Linked DNA regions of Mus musculus: region 1 is linked to region 2. The links are chromatin contacts, called in public Hi-C maps. All regions are on one chromosome and are shown on one strand. Each heading gives the region's core, a stretch centred on a gene start, on an enhancer-like site or on the middle of the called end of the contact. The rest is flanking DNA. Distances are from core to core; before and after follow the strand shown.

Region 1 (7,108 bases), core at 3,714-6,213, 520 kb after region 2:
GTGGGATTGCAAGCTTGTACAACCACTCTGGAAATCAGTCTGGTGGTTCCTCAGAAAACTGGACATACTACTACCAGAAGATCCGGCAATACCTCTCTTGGACATATATCCAGAAGATGTTCCAACCGGTAAGAAGGACACATGCTCTACTATGTTCATAGCAGCCTTATTTATAATAGCCAGAAGCTGGAAAGAACCCAGATGCCCCTCAACAGAGGAATGGATACAAAAAGTGTGGTACATTTACACAATGGAGTACTACTCAGCTATTAAAAAGAATGAATTCATGAAATTCCTAGGCAAATGGATGGACCTGGAGGGCATCATCATCCTGAGTGAGGTAACCCAATCACAAAAGAACTCACATAATATGTACTCACGGATAAGTGGATATTAGCCCAGAAACTTAGAATACCCAAGATATAAGATTCAATTTGTAAAACACATGAAACTCAAGAAGAACGAAGACCAAAGTGTGGACACTGCCCTTTCTTAGAATTGGGAACAAAACACCCATGGAAGGAGTTACAGAGACAAAGTTTGGAGCTGAGACGAAAGGATGAACCATCTAGAGACTGCCATACCTAGGGATCCATCCCATAATCAGCTTCCATACGCTGACACCATTGCATACACTAGCAAGATTTTGCTGAAAGGACCCTGATATAGCTGTCTCTTGTGAGGCTATTCTTGGGCCTATCAAACACAGAAGTGGATGCTCACAGTCAGCTATTGGGTGGAATACAGGGCCCCCAATGGAGGAGCTAGAGAAAGTACTCAAGGAACTAAAGGGATCTGCAACCCTATAGGTGGAACAACAATATGAACTAACCAGTACCCCCCCGCCCCACAGAGCTCGCTGCATATGTATCAGAAGATGGCCTAGTCGGCCATCAGTGGAAAGAGAGGCCCGTTGGTCTTGCAAACTTTATATGCTTAAGTACAGGGGAACACCAGGGCCAAGAAGTGGGAGGGGGGGGAGAGTAGAGGGAGGGCATGGGGGACTTTTGGGATAGCATTGGAAATGTAAATGAAGAAAATACCTAATTAAAAAAGAAAGAAAGAAAGAAAATCTGTTCAGGAAGATTCCTTCATGAGAAATAGGCCATGCTCCTACACGTGGCACCTAGTTGACAAAGCGATAATTGAGAATCATTAAGTTCCCATGGTCTATTGATCACAGAATAAATTTAATGAAAATACAATTTATGTAGTATCCCATCAGTACAATGTGTGCATGGGCAATAGAAGAAGCTAGGTAGATCAATGTTATTGAAATTTAAATGATCAGTGATTTTAAATCCCAGAGGAAAAGTAAACAATGGGGAAGCCAGATCTCTGTGATCATTCATTAGAATGCCACTCACCAATCTGCATACACTTCCAATTAGCCCTGAAGACTGGGCTATGGCTTTGCAGGGATACCACATACATATCTGGTGACCATGGTTTACAGAAATGTTTTTCTCAATAATGTTCATAATAGCCAAGATCTGGATTAGTCCATCTACATTAAAATAAATATGTCAATCATGTTATATTCATATGCTGGAATTGTTCTTGGTAAATGATTATAAAACTCTATTTAGCAATTTACAGGGAGATAGTTGTTCACCTTTCTAAGGGGTAAGTTCACAAGTTCTCTTCCATAGTAAACTGGGTGGAAAAATGAGTCCCCAATACTGTGGATGCTAGTCAAGCAAGTTTGAAGAGAAAATGGTGATGGACTGAGAAGGCTGTATTTTAATTTTTGTGTGGCTCATATGCATTGTGTGAGGTATAAGTCATGCAATTGGAAAGAAGTAGAGAAAACAAGGGCCTGTAGAAAGGGAGCGAGGGGTAATAGAATACATGTGACATGAGAGTAGGAGGGAAACCACTGGAGAAACGAGGGACACAAGGAAGGGAGAAAGCAACAGGGGAGGAAATGAGAGACAAACATCACCCAAAACACAACGTGTATGCAAGCATGAAGGCACCACACATTCCTTAGACAAGTTTTAAAATTTTTAAAAATGAGCTACAATAACTGAGGGTGAGTGTGTGTGTGTGTGTGTGTGTGTGTGTGTGTGTGTGTGTGTGTATGCATACACTCATGCATGAATCTGCATATATGTTGTGTGTGTGGCTCACACACACACCCTAAAGAAGAAGACATAAACGTCATGAACAGCAAGCATTTGTTGACCATAAATACAGTCACCAAATCCCAACATGCTAAGTAAGAGCCAGAAAGAAGGTAGTTCTGGAACAGCTTTACTAAGCATCTGGAACTCATTTCCCCCAATAAATTGTGTATGACAAAGCTGAAGCAATGCAAAAGGGATTGGATGGAGCTTTCTGTCCATAGACTTCATGTAAAAACCTAGTAGTGACATCTATCCATGAAGACAGTCACAGCAGGACATTCCTAAAACCACATGATCTTGTGTCACTGAGAGCCACCAAATGGATTCTCCAGAATGCCACCTCTTGTCATTTTATCTATACTGGCGGAGATCCCAGTACATGGTGCCGCTCCACACATAGTTGTTCAATGACATCGAATACAGTCTGTATAGCTCCCTCTAAGCCATCATTAATCTTCAGTGTGCTGTGTCATTCATTGCTCTTAGGGAGATGAGAAACTGGAAACCAGAGACCTCTAGCAAACTGAAATCCTTACACTAGTTCTTAAACTCAACAAAAATGTAAAGTGAGGCATCCTCCCCTTACATTTATGAAAACGGAGCTGGGAAAGTTTAGTGGGTAAAAGTGTAAGCAGGGGGACGTGAGTTCAAATCTCTGGAGTTCAGGTATGAAGCCTGGGAGTGCTACACATGCCTGAAACCTCAGCACTAAGGGGTGGACACAGGCAGATCCCAGAAACTGTGCAGCCAACCAGTCTAGTCTGAATGGTGAGTTTCTGGTACAGTGGGAAATCCTGTTATACACCAGAGCACTATACAGAAAGATTCCTAACCTTTGACCTCCAAACACATGTGCACAGTTATGCAACCTCCACACTCCTGTGCACGTACCACACACAATACAACATAACATTCATAATGACACACATAATACACAAGTATATAGAACGAAAATACGTATACAATATGTTAAAAGAAAGAGCACAACACATATACAATACATATACAACATAATACATACTCATAGAACACACACATGCAAAACACCCAAGGAAGAAGATAGGATCGTTACAGTATGTTAATTACTGTTCTATTACTGTGGACACACCAGGGCCAAGACAATTCTTATAAAAGAAAGCATTTAACTGGGGGTTTGCTTACAATTTTAGAGTCTTAGTCTATAATCATCATGGCAGGAAGCAGACAGCCATGGTGTTGGAGCTGTAGCTGGGAGCTATTACATCCTGATCCATTGGCATCAGGCAAAGAAAGAGAGGGGGGAGGAAGAGAGAGGGAGAGAGAGGGGAGAGGGAGAAAGAGAGATGGAGGAGAAGAAAGGGGAGGAAGAGGAGGAGGAAATGAAGGAGGAGGAAGAAATGGAGAAGGAGGAAGAGGGGAGAGAAAGAAAGACTGGGCCTAGCATGGGCTTTTTGAAACCTCAAAGCCTATCTCCAGTGACACACCTACTCCAATCTATTCTCCCCACACAGTTCCATCAGCTGGAACCTAAGCATTTAAATATGTGAGCCTCCATAGGGAGGCCATTTTATTTCAAACCACCACAAAATAATGTTAGAAAAAACTCTAGCAATGTTAACTTACTGTATTAAATGAAAGCATACAAAAGATACTCAATAAAGTCATCATTATAAGTACCTTTAATTTTTATGGAAAAACTTCATTAAACAGAGAATTTAACAGTGCCACATTCTCTCCTCCTTCACTGGATGACTGTGTAATGAAATTCTATTTATCAATCTGTTGAGTTTTCAAATGAGCTGAGACAACCATAACTTGTAGGTCAAGTGCTACCCATCTGTGGAGAAATAAAATGTATGAAAAATAATCCTCTTACTCCTCCATCTTTTGTGTGGAATGACTGAAGAAGGCATCCTTTCTTGGAAGTTGTTCACAATGCATAACTATGATGCCAGGGCTGCCAAAACCTACCAACAACAGGGAAAGCGCAAGCCCTGTAAAACACTGTGACATGATGACTTTAGCAGACCCACATGGAGAAGTCTCAAGGTATTTCTTTCCTTTTCATTCCAGAGATGTTTCTAGCCTTCCCCTGAGCCATGGAGAATGTACCATGCCTTCACCACTTTTCTTCATTGGCCCTCTGGAACCCATTCTTGCAGCTGCAGGGAATAACAAGAACCAAAATGGTCCTGAGGTTCCTTGCTGTCACTTCATATAGTAATCAAAGATTACAGACAAATGAAACCAGAGCCTAAAAATATAAGCTCCTCACAGTGATGTTCAGATCACCCGCTGGGAAGCAGAGTGGGTCTGAGCTCAAAGCTAAACTTTACACCATGGGCAAATTCATGGAATTGTCACAGAAAGGAAGGAAGGGGACTTGAAAAGTAGACAGAAAAGAATGTTTCCTCCCAGTGATTTTTATGGTTCATTTTCTTATTTTGAAAAGTTAAAAACCATACAAAAGTAAAGAACAAGACAATAAATAATGCTGTGCCTCCTGACTCATGCATCAGCTGTTAGCTGTCACTGCTCTAGTTCCATCTCTCTACGTAGAAGAGATGTGCTCTTGTAGAGAAATTTCAATCCAGCAACATGGCTACTCTTGAAAGGGATCACATCCAAAAACCTTCTAGGTCTGTGTGATCAGGGTGGAATGACACACCTTTAATCCCTCTGGCTGGTAATCAAACATGCTCTTAGTACATTCCTTGAATTCCAAACAATGAAGGCGAAGTTCGTTTGTAGAAGGAAGCAGCCATGTTTGAAAGTGACATCTAACTGAAGGACAGACAAAGTCATGAATCAGAGACAAATGAGTCAGAGACAGGATATGTTACTCTCTCAAGAACAGACTGGTGAGACAGTCTACTTTCAGAGCAGCACAGAGTGAGTCAGTCTGGAGAGCCATTCAGTAAGTGCTCTTCAGTTGACTGAACAGGTAATGCAGTGGAATTTCAGTTGAGTGCGGTTCAGTTGAATGCAGTTGAGTTCAGCTGAGTTCAGTTAAATGCAGTTGAGTTCAATGGAGTTCCTGGAGTTCTGTTCAGTTCCACTCAGTTCCATTCCATTTGTGTAGTCAGTGCGGTTCAGTTCATGGAACCCAAAAGCAGTTTTTCCAAGCAGAGAAATTCAGTGAGAAACCAAGAGGAGCCAGTTTGAATCAGTCAGCTCAGAGTGGAGCTTTGAGCCAGAACAGCTGAGTTGCACCACCCAGCTATTCAGAAAGGACTAGAAAAGGTGAGCTTATTCAGCAGTGAGCCTCCTGGATGACAATTACATTTGGTGAATAAAAGTTACCTTTCCATGCTCTGAATAGTTGTGTCTTCCCAAATTGTATGTGATATAATCCTAGAGTTAAAGGTAAGGTATTGGGAAGAGGGCCTTTGATCTTGTCACTCTGTTGTTTACAAACCTTCCATAGCTTCCCAGTACCTCACAGTGTCCAGAGGGCTTACATACTACACTGACTACAAAGATGGACCATGAAGTTACTATAGCTATTAACCCTATTCACAGGATACATTTCAAGACCCATGTTGACACTTGAAAGAGCAAACAGTATAGAATGAACTACACATACGAAGAACGTTCAGTTCTCACTTCGGGGAGCACTCTGAGGCTTCTCTGACAAGCCTGAATTCTGAGCACTATTACTTTCAGTGCATGGAGTTACTACTGAGAATAGCGAGGATTACTTGAATGAAAGTAATGTGATGTGACAAGGCATCAACAGCCGATCGAGTACACTGGAATGACTAATGGAAAGAGTGAATAGAGCATGAATATGTTAGACAGTGGAGTGGGTCACATGCCAGGCAGCACTGAATACAATGACGCAGGATCTCCTTGCCCCACTGAAAAGGGTACACAACTTACAGCTTTTACATTATTTCTAGAACTTTGGACCACATACATAAGGAGGAAGTACTAAGCTTATTAGTCCATGGCCCTGGATGTGCTTCTTAGCATCCTATCACTTCACCTCCTCTACATGCAAATGAAAGCAGCAGTAATACCTATTTTACAAAATGAGCGAATGTGTATATTGCACATGGATTGATGCCCGTATGTACTATCCTGTCTACCTGCTCACTCTGTGGGAAAACACAATATTTCCTTCCACACCATTATTTTTCCATTAATTAATATATTCACATTACATACCAATTGCAGCCCCCCTCCTCCCAGTCACCCCTCACACAGGCCCTCCCCACAAGACCCCTGTGGGTACCAACCCACTCTGGCACATCATGTCCCGGCATGACTAGGCTCATCCTCTCTCACTGAGGCCAGCCAAGACAGCCCAGTTAGGGAACAGGATCCACAGGCAGGCAGCAGAGTCAGGGACAGCCCTCACTCTAGTTGTTGAAGGACCCATATGAAGACCAAGTGGCACATCTCCTACATATGTCCAGGGGGCGTAGGTCCAGTCCACATATGCTCATTAGTTGCTGGTTCAGCCCACAGAGTTATTCTTAGAGAACTATTTGATGAAACTTCTTTGTATGATTCTAAAGGATTTCCACCTTTGCTGTGAACTGATCAGTCTGCTGTATTCCCTCTCTGATTGAAGTTTCTTAAGCCAAACTTGAGCCCCTGTCTTGCTGAATTGGAGTATACTTTCCCCACAGTGCTGTACTTTATGCCTCTCTCCCTCCTCAGCCAATCAGATTCTTCCACCTCAGCTGCCTAGGTCCTCCCACCTCAGCTTCACAGGTCCTCTCACCTCCAGGTCTTCTCACCTCAGCTCCACAGGTCCTCTCACCTCAGCTGCACAGTTCCTCTCACCTCAGTTGCACAGGTCCTCCCTCTTCAACTGCACAGTTTCTCCCACCTCAGCTGCCCAGGTCCTCCCACCTTAGCTTCACAGGTCCTCCCACCTCAGCTTTACAGATCCTCCCACCTCAGCTTCTCAAGTCCTCCCTCCTCAACTGCACAGGTCCTTCCACCTCAGCTGCATATATCCTTCCACTTCAGCTGCATAGGTCCTCCCA
Region 2 (6,958 bases), core at 1,591-4,090:
AGTCATAGCCACAGTCAGCTTCTTCTTCTACTTCGAATGTCTGGAAGGACAATTCAAGTCGAGATCCTCGTTCTGACACCAACAACCATTCACAGTCCAGTTGTCCTGGGTAGTTATTATCACCAAACTGAGCATGGGAGTACAGGTCTCTAGGCTTTGACTCTGCTTTCAATCGACCACCACACTCTGCCCAAGGAAAGAAATGAATAAGCTCGGTGAGTCTCCACTGTCCAGCCTCTGTTTCAGCTGAGTCCATCCAACCCCTAACACCTGCTTCCACATCTAGGATTAGGTTTGTGTTTGTGAGTAGAGAATCAGACTGTGTCATATGTATAGGCAGGAATACCACACATAGTCTTTATATCTTAGGAAACTAGCTTAAACATCTAAATATGAGACTATGAGCAATCAAGATTATGTCTGTGATCCTCATTTTCCCAAAGACAAAGTGCATATGATAATGGCACCAATCTTTGTGTGTTTATAAATTGTAATACACAAACAACACCTAGAAAAGTACCTGTCACAAAATTTGCTCAATAGAATTACAGAAGATACACCTAACAATGTTTTTAATTTCAAATCATTCTTTTCAAAATCAAAACTTAGAATTCAGTAAAAAAAAATCTGAAAAATTATCAAAGCATATAAAGCTTATTTATATATTTGCTATATAGAACTTTATATAATATATATAACATTATTATGCATGTACAATAATATTATTTGAGTAGTACTATTATCTTACACAATCAGCAAAAGAATATACAATTTATCACATCATCAGTCCAGGTATAATTGAAGTATTTGCTATAACAAAATTTTAGTCTCAGTTATTTAGGGAAATGCAAGTCAGTTGTGCACACTGCTGTCATCACTCATAGAAAATACATCAAAGAAACAAAGCTGTGAAAATAGAATCTCTTAGCTTATCTAATTCAGGGAAAGGGATGTTTCCCAAAATTTTTAGTAGTTCACTGTAGTCAGAGGCTTCAATTTACTATGCCATAGATCAAATAGAAGCACCAGTAGGCTAAAACAGCCTAACATAAAACCCACTTGTAAGCACAGAGATAAAAAATGAGATGTGAAGAGGTTGGGGGAAAAGTAGATTGTCTACCAACACCTGGGAAGTTTCCAAGCATCTGTGACAATCCTCAGAACTAGGGATTTCAAAGCTAATACCAGGAGATCCCCCCAGAAAAACGTTCTAAGACGTGGGATGCTAAACCACTGTGTATGAAAACACATCATACCAATGTGTGGTAGGTCATAAGATAACCCATAGTGAGGATGACTGGGCAGCAGCAACATTTATGAGGTTTATTTCAACTTGTGCTGTTAAACTATATTGTGCTTGGGGGAGGGGTGTGCTGTTTTATTCACCTTGTTTGTATATGTGTGAAGATGCATGTGTGTACACACTAGATGTTTTTCTCAACCATTCTCTGACGTATTTTTTAAAACAGTATCTTGTACTGAGCCCGGATCTCATCAATTTGGCTGACTTAGCCAGAATATTTGTGTGGTTGGTAGACCTGATATGTTCTCTATCTCCTCAGTACCTAATTAGAGAACTGTGTAGCACAATACCTGATATTTAACCTTCATACTGGGGATCTGAACTAAGGCCTTCATGCTTGGGAGGTAAGCAATTTACTGACTGAGCCATCTCCCCAGCAACCTGGTTGATAATGATTTAAATTAATATTCTGAATCTGAAGCACAGATCTTATATTTAAATGCATGGAATCAATCAACCCTTGGGCTTTGCCCCAGGGCAGCTATTCAATCAGGGAACTTTATACTTCTATCCCCAACAATGCCTTTCTCAGACATTTAGCTAACCCTTTTTCCTCAATATTCTGATATATATAAATAAATACTATTACAGACATTTACCCATCAGACAACACAGTCAAGAAACTATCCCTAAAGCCTGGAATTTTCATCTGATTTGGGGTTGCATTCACCCAGGATCATACATTGGAAGCAAAACACTCTTCTTCCCTAGAGTAACTCTTACACAACTCTCAGAAAATAGTCTTTTCTACCTGCCACAGTCCTTAAAAGTCAGATTACATAGGTCTAAATCCAGGATAGAACAAAGAGCATTGCATGCAAAGCTTGCACCCCACCACCGAGTTACATTCCAGATTCTCCAGTTTCATTTCAAGACCACACACAATGCTCGTGTTAGATGGTCTATATGGAAGATGGATGATCAAACCATACATAAAATTTAATGATACATGACTCATAGATGAAAGCTATCTTAAATAGTTTATTCAGATTATGAGAGTACATGAAAATATTCAGGTGCGTTATTGAAAGCTACAGAAAAAAGAACAATAGCTTTAGACGTGTTTTCTATCCGAAAGGAAATGTATGATTAAGACCTGTAAAACATCACGTGAACAACACATCTTATTTGGGACTCAGTAGTTAAGATAACTGGTTGCTCTTCCAGAAGATCTGAAGTAAATTCTCACCACCTACAAATGGATCACAACCTTCTGTCACTCCAGTTCTAGGACATCTGATGACCTCCTCTGCCTTGCACAAGCACCAGGAATGCTGTGGTACACATATACACATGCAGGCAAAGCAGTTCCCCACAGTGAATTAAGAAGAAAAGAATTGTAGACATACTTCTGATTTCAAGGTAGAATTGTGTGAACGAGTGGATTGAAGTTCCTGATTTTATTCACAGCTGATTCTTAAAGCGTGACATAACCAATAAATGGTTTTCAAGTTTCAAAGCCTGTCAACACTTTAATTACAATGGCTCCATGGGTCAGGAAGAACTGGGTTGAGTGGGTGGCATGAGACATGGGGTATGCTGCTTTGGAATGCCTGATTCACAAGAAGTCATCTGTCATTCCAGTCTTAGAAGGAGAGTTAAGGTAGGAGGGAAATAGAACAGAAAGTGGAAAGACACTTAAAGGCTTATGGATTTAAGCATAACAAGGTTGTTATCTCATGCTTCTGATAAAAGTCATATGGCTTTAGGTTTGAGAACAGAGTAAAATACTACTAAAATCAACTCTTTCATGTCACCAGGTCTACTCATACCTCGATGCCCACAGATCTCTGCTCACACTAATGAATGTAAAAGTAATTGTTCTGATCATTAAAGCCCAAAGAGGAAATTCAGTCCACCCGGTGATAGTTTGTTAATCATTGGAATATTATGCATGTAGTGGTGTAAAACGTGGATGCCCTGAGAGCGATCCATCATAAAGTAATATATATTGTGAGGCATCTCACTGACTTTTGACTTCTCCTGGTTCTTCAAACTCAAACCAAAATAGTATTAGACACTTTCCCAGAAAAGATAAGTTATATAGTCAAAATATAGTCAATAAATGTCTGAATTTAGATATCAAGCCAAAATATATAAAACCAGTCTTGAAGATGTTAGCAATACTACTCTAAATCAATAGCTTAACAGTGCTTCATAAGCCAAAGCCACATCCACATGTCTGAGAAATTGAAAATCGACTCAGGAAGAGAAACTATGTAGTAGATATCATATTAATTTGCAAAGACATATTTGATTGTTTCCTGGTAGTATAAGATTCCAGAAGGCATCTGGTAATTTGACCTATAAGTGCTTTTACTAGTCCATTCTAATTCAATTGACCTCCACGTGAACATCTTTCTCTGTAAAGGACATGATAGCATAGTCTTGGAGTCTTAAATGTCACCGACAAACCATGAAATCTTTAATACTTGAGAAAAATCATGCAGATAGGCAAATCCACAGATTAAATATGTCTTTCTCCTCTCTCCCTTTCCCTCTCTCCCCCTCCTCCTCCCCTCCCTTTCTCCTTCTCTTCCTTCTCTTCCTCCTTCTCCTCCTCCTTCTCTTCCTCCTCCTCCTCCTTCTCCTCCTTCTCTTCCTTCTCTTCCTCCTCTTCCTCCTCCTTCTCCTCCTCCTTCTCCTCTTCCTTCTTCTTCTTTGACATCATAATATCTTACAGAATATACATTTTTGCACATTTTGTTTCTTTCAACTACTGGATTAAATTAAATTGAACTTGCATTTTAACTAACTGTCAGAGAGAAACAAAGTTCTCTTACTCACAACATCCACATCCACTGTATGGATAGCAGCACTTTGTACAAAGCACAAAACAAAACAAACAAACTACATATCAATAACATTGCAATTGGCAGTTTTAAATTCTTTTGGAACCAAAGTTAACATTGTGTATAGAAAAATAAATTCGCTTAGTTAAATTAAGATATATATTGAGGCCACAAACCTATTGCATTTGTTCTAGAAGGAGGTAAGCAATATAAAAGTGTTTTACACATGTGATGAAGTTAACAGATGTGATCCCAGCTTGGATTTTAGTTTACCTTACACTGTGAGCTCTTAACTTATGGGAATTTTCATTGTATTTTTCCCATAAATCCCTGGCTTGTTTTTCCCCAAAGAATACTAACCCATCATACTGTCTGAGCAAATGCCAAAACAAAATTTTGATCGGAAGTTATATAACAACTAAACTTAATAGAAAGAATGTTGTTTAAGGAGATGTATCCAGCAGATGAAATGCAGACTACTTTATGCAAGGTGATATTTTGCAACAGCACAGAAAAATAAATCCACACAGAAAGTTTCAAGATAATTCATTTAAAAGCCAACATAAATAAATAAGTAAATAATAAATAAATAAATAACTGGAAAGGCAAACATGCAAAGAATAGCAGAAATATAAATCAGAAAAAAAACCTAGAGTGAGGAAGCTGGGATCCTAGTGGCTTTTGTCACTGATATTTATGGCACTTTGGTTGATATTTAAGTTTCAGCTTCAGAGTCCTCATATTTAAAGTAACAGAACCAAATGAATAATACCCAATTTCTATGTTTGCTTTAACACTTGATTGAGGTTAGTTACTGTGATACTTGAATAGATAATAACTAAAACAAGCATGCCATTTCATTTATGTAATTTAAACAACAAGTAGTCCTTACCTACTGCTTCAAGGAGTGATGACATTTGTATTCATTTCTGTCTTAATTCTACAGTTTTAAATGGATAGAACGTTCTATAGAGGGATACATTAGGTTTGGAGGTGGTCAAAATTGGAGTAAATCCATGATTACATACTGGGTTGCAAACATTTGCAAATTAATTAGCCATCTACAATTTCAGTTTCTTCATTTGAAAAATGGAGATGATGCAGCTGATCATCAGTTTGAGCGAATTGATGTAAATTGTTTTCATGATGAGCAACAAGTACTAGAGTACAAGAGTAGAAGTCACAAACTATTCTAGAAGGGCCGTGGGCTTTACAGCTGTCAATAACCTCCAGACTATTTGTGTGTGCATGTATGTGTGCGTGTGTATGTGTGTATGCATGTGTGCATGCATATGTGTGAGTGTGTGTTTCATGTGTGTGCGAATTTATATGTGTAGGCATGTGTACGTGTGCAAGTGTATGTGTTCATGTGTGTGCACATGTGTGCGCATGTGTGTGCATGTGTGTGCATGTGTGTGAATGCATGTGAGCATGTGTGTATTCATTTGTGTGTGTGTATGTGTGTGAATATGTGTGTGGATGTGTGTGCGTGTGTGTATGTGTGTGCATGTGTGTGTAGTGTGTGTATTCATTTGTGTGTGGGTGTATGTATGTGAATATGTGTATGTGCTTATGTGTGTGTGCATGCCTGTGTGGGTATGCATGTGTGTATGTGTGTATATGTGCATGTATGTATTTTAAAACCACCAACTTTGGACTATCAGAAAAATTCTGAAGGTGTAATGGGACACCAATTTTTCCACAGCTTAAGTACCTGCCAAATTAACAGGATTTTACCTAAAATGCCAATTGTCTAGAAAATTAATAGGAAATGTCTGTAGTTTAATTTTTCTAAACAACTGTTAAAAGAAATAATCAACTAACATTAATGTTACTAGTCTAATAATTAATAGTTAAATAATAGTATATAGTCTCAGTCTAGTAATAATAGCTACCACAATTCCTACTTTCTCAGAGTTAATTGTAAATCAATTATGCCGTAAAATAAAAACAGAGAGAGAAAAATACTTTCAATAAAATAGTTAACACGTATAGATTTCTAAAAGAAAATTAAAGAAAACCAAAACAATTGTCAAGAAAATATGACAAATATTGTATTAAATTACTTTGCATATGTAGTACATTGTTCTGTATTACGCATTACTCTTACATTGCTCTGTATAATACTTCAGTATGGCCACGAGGTGTCACTATTAGCTCAATCACTTTTACAAATATCTATGATTACCTTTTTCCCCTAAAATCTGAAAGGAAAAGAGAATATTTCTTAACGTATTTTACAGACCATGTGTTTAAACTGGCCCATGGTATAAATAATTTCACCTTACTTATTTTACCTTTACATATTTATAGTTTTCTTAAATAAACTTTTACATAATAGCAAAAAATCAGGATTAGGGAGAAGATCATGTTACATATCAAAATCAAGTTAAGGGAAATAACAATCCATTGAACAAAGAATAAACCCCCAAACCCTTTACAAAATATGTATTAAGACAAAAGCTAGCTTAAAAAAGAGGCAGCCTAGTAGATGAAATAAAGGTTTTTAATAGCAAGGTATAGCTTCCTATCTGTAAAAGGTAACTTGTCTCTGAAACTAGTAATGTTAGATATAAGATTAATTATACAAATATTTAGAAATGTTTCTACATCCTCAGGTTACACTGATAGGAAATCTAACTGATTTATTGTTATTATTGTTGTTATTATTATTATTATTATTAATTTGTTGCTTTATATTTCTTCCATGAATCCTCAACTTCTGCAAAAGTATCAAAGTAGCCGGAATATCTTCCAAACATTCCATATAACATATTTGAGTGATATTTTGCCAGCTGTGATATTTACTTTTAATTGGCAGCCTGTCACAATGTAGAATCACCTGAAATACAGTCTCAATGGC

The links. Hi-C and Micro-C count contacts between places; a contact is called where the count stands out from the background.
Region 1: a Hi-C map of embryonic fibroblasts shows a contact between it and region 2, with 10 times the contacts expected there. The contact joins two enhancer-like sites. A contact is called at or near these places in 5 of 39 promoter capture datasets (the 3T3-L1 cell line, embryonic stem cells, hippocampal neurons and 1 more), 8 of 15 datasets of contacts at CTCF or cohesin (the NIH/3T3 cell line, embryonic stem cells, hippocampal excitatory neurons and 3 more), 248 of 484 Hi-C or Micro-C datasets (the 3T3-L1 cell line, the 4T1 cell line, the 63-12 cell line and 110 more), 33 of 115 datasets of contacts at active chromatin or transcription factors (the NIH/3T3 cell line, PVALB interneurons, astrocytes and 22 more) and 4 of 9 other capture datasets (adipose tissue, embryonic stem cells, embryonic tail and 1 more).

What each region holds. Positions count from the first base shown.
Region 1 is chr8:64,537,773-64,544,880 of GRCm38.p6, forward strand. No RefSeq gene overlaps it. Among named protein-coding and RNA genes, the nearest start is that of Mir710, 27 kb to the left of the region's middle. Within about 2 kb of position 4,964, at least 24 of the 459 cell types and tissues checked have an H3K27ac peak or open chromatin away from gene starts, as enhancers often do. A contact at or near this core is called in embryonic fibroblasts, where this site is marked.
Region 2 is chr8:64,017,546-64,024,503 of GRCm38.p6, forward strand. It overlaps Tll1 (tolloid-like), which reads right to left. Exons shown (of 21, transcript NM_009390.3): 20 at 1-186. Among named protein-coding and RNA genes, the nearest start is that of Sgo2b, 69 kb to the left of the region's middle. Within about 2 kb of position 2,841, at least 1 of the 459 cell types and tissues checked has an H3K27ac peak or open chromatin away from gene starts, as enhancers often do. A contact at or near this core is called in embryonic fibroblasts, where this site is marked.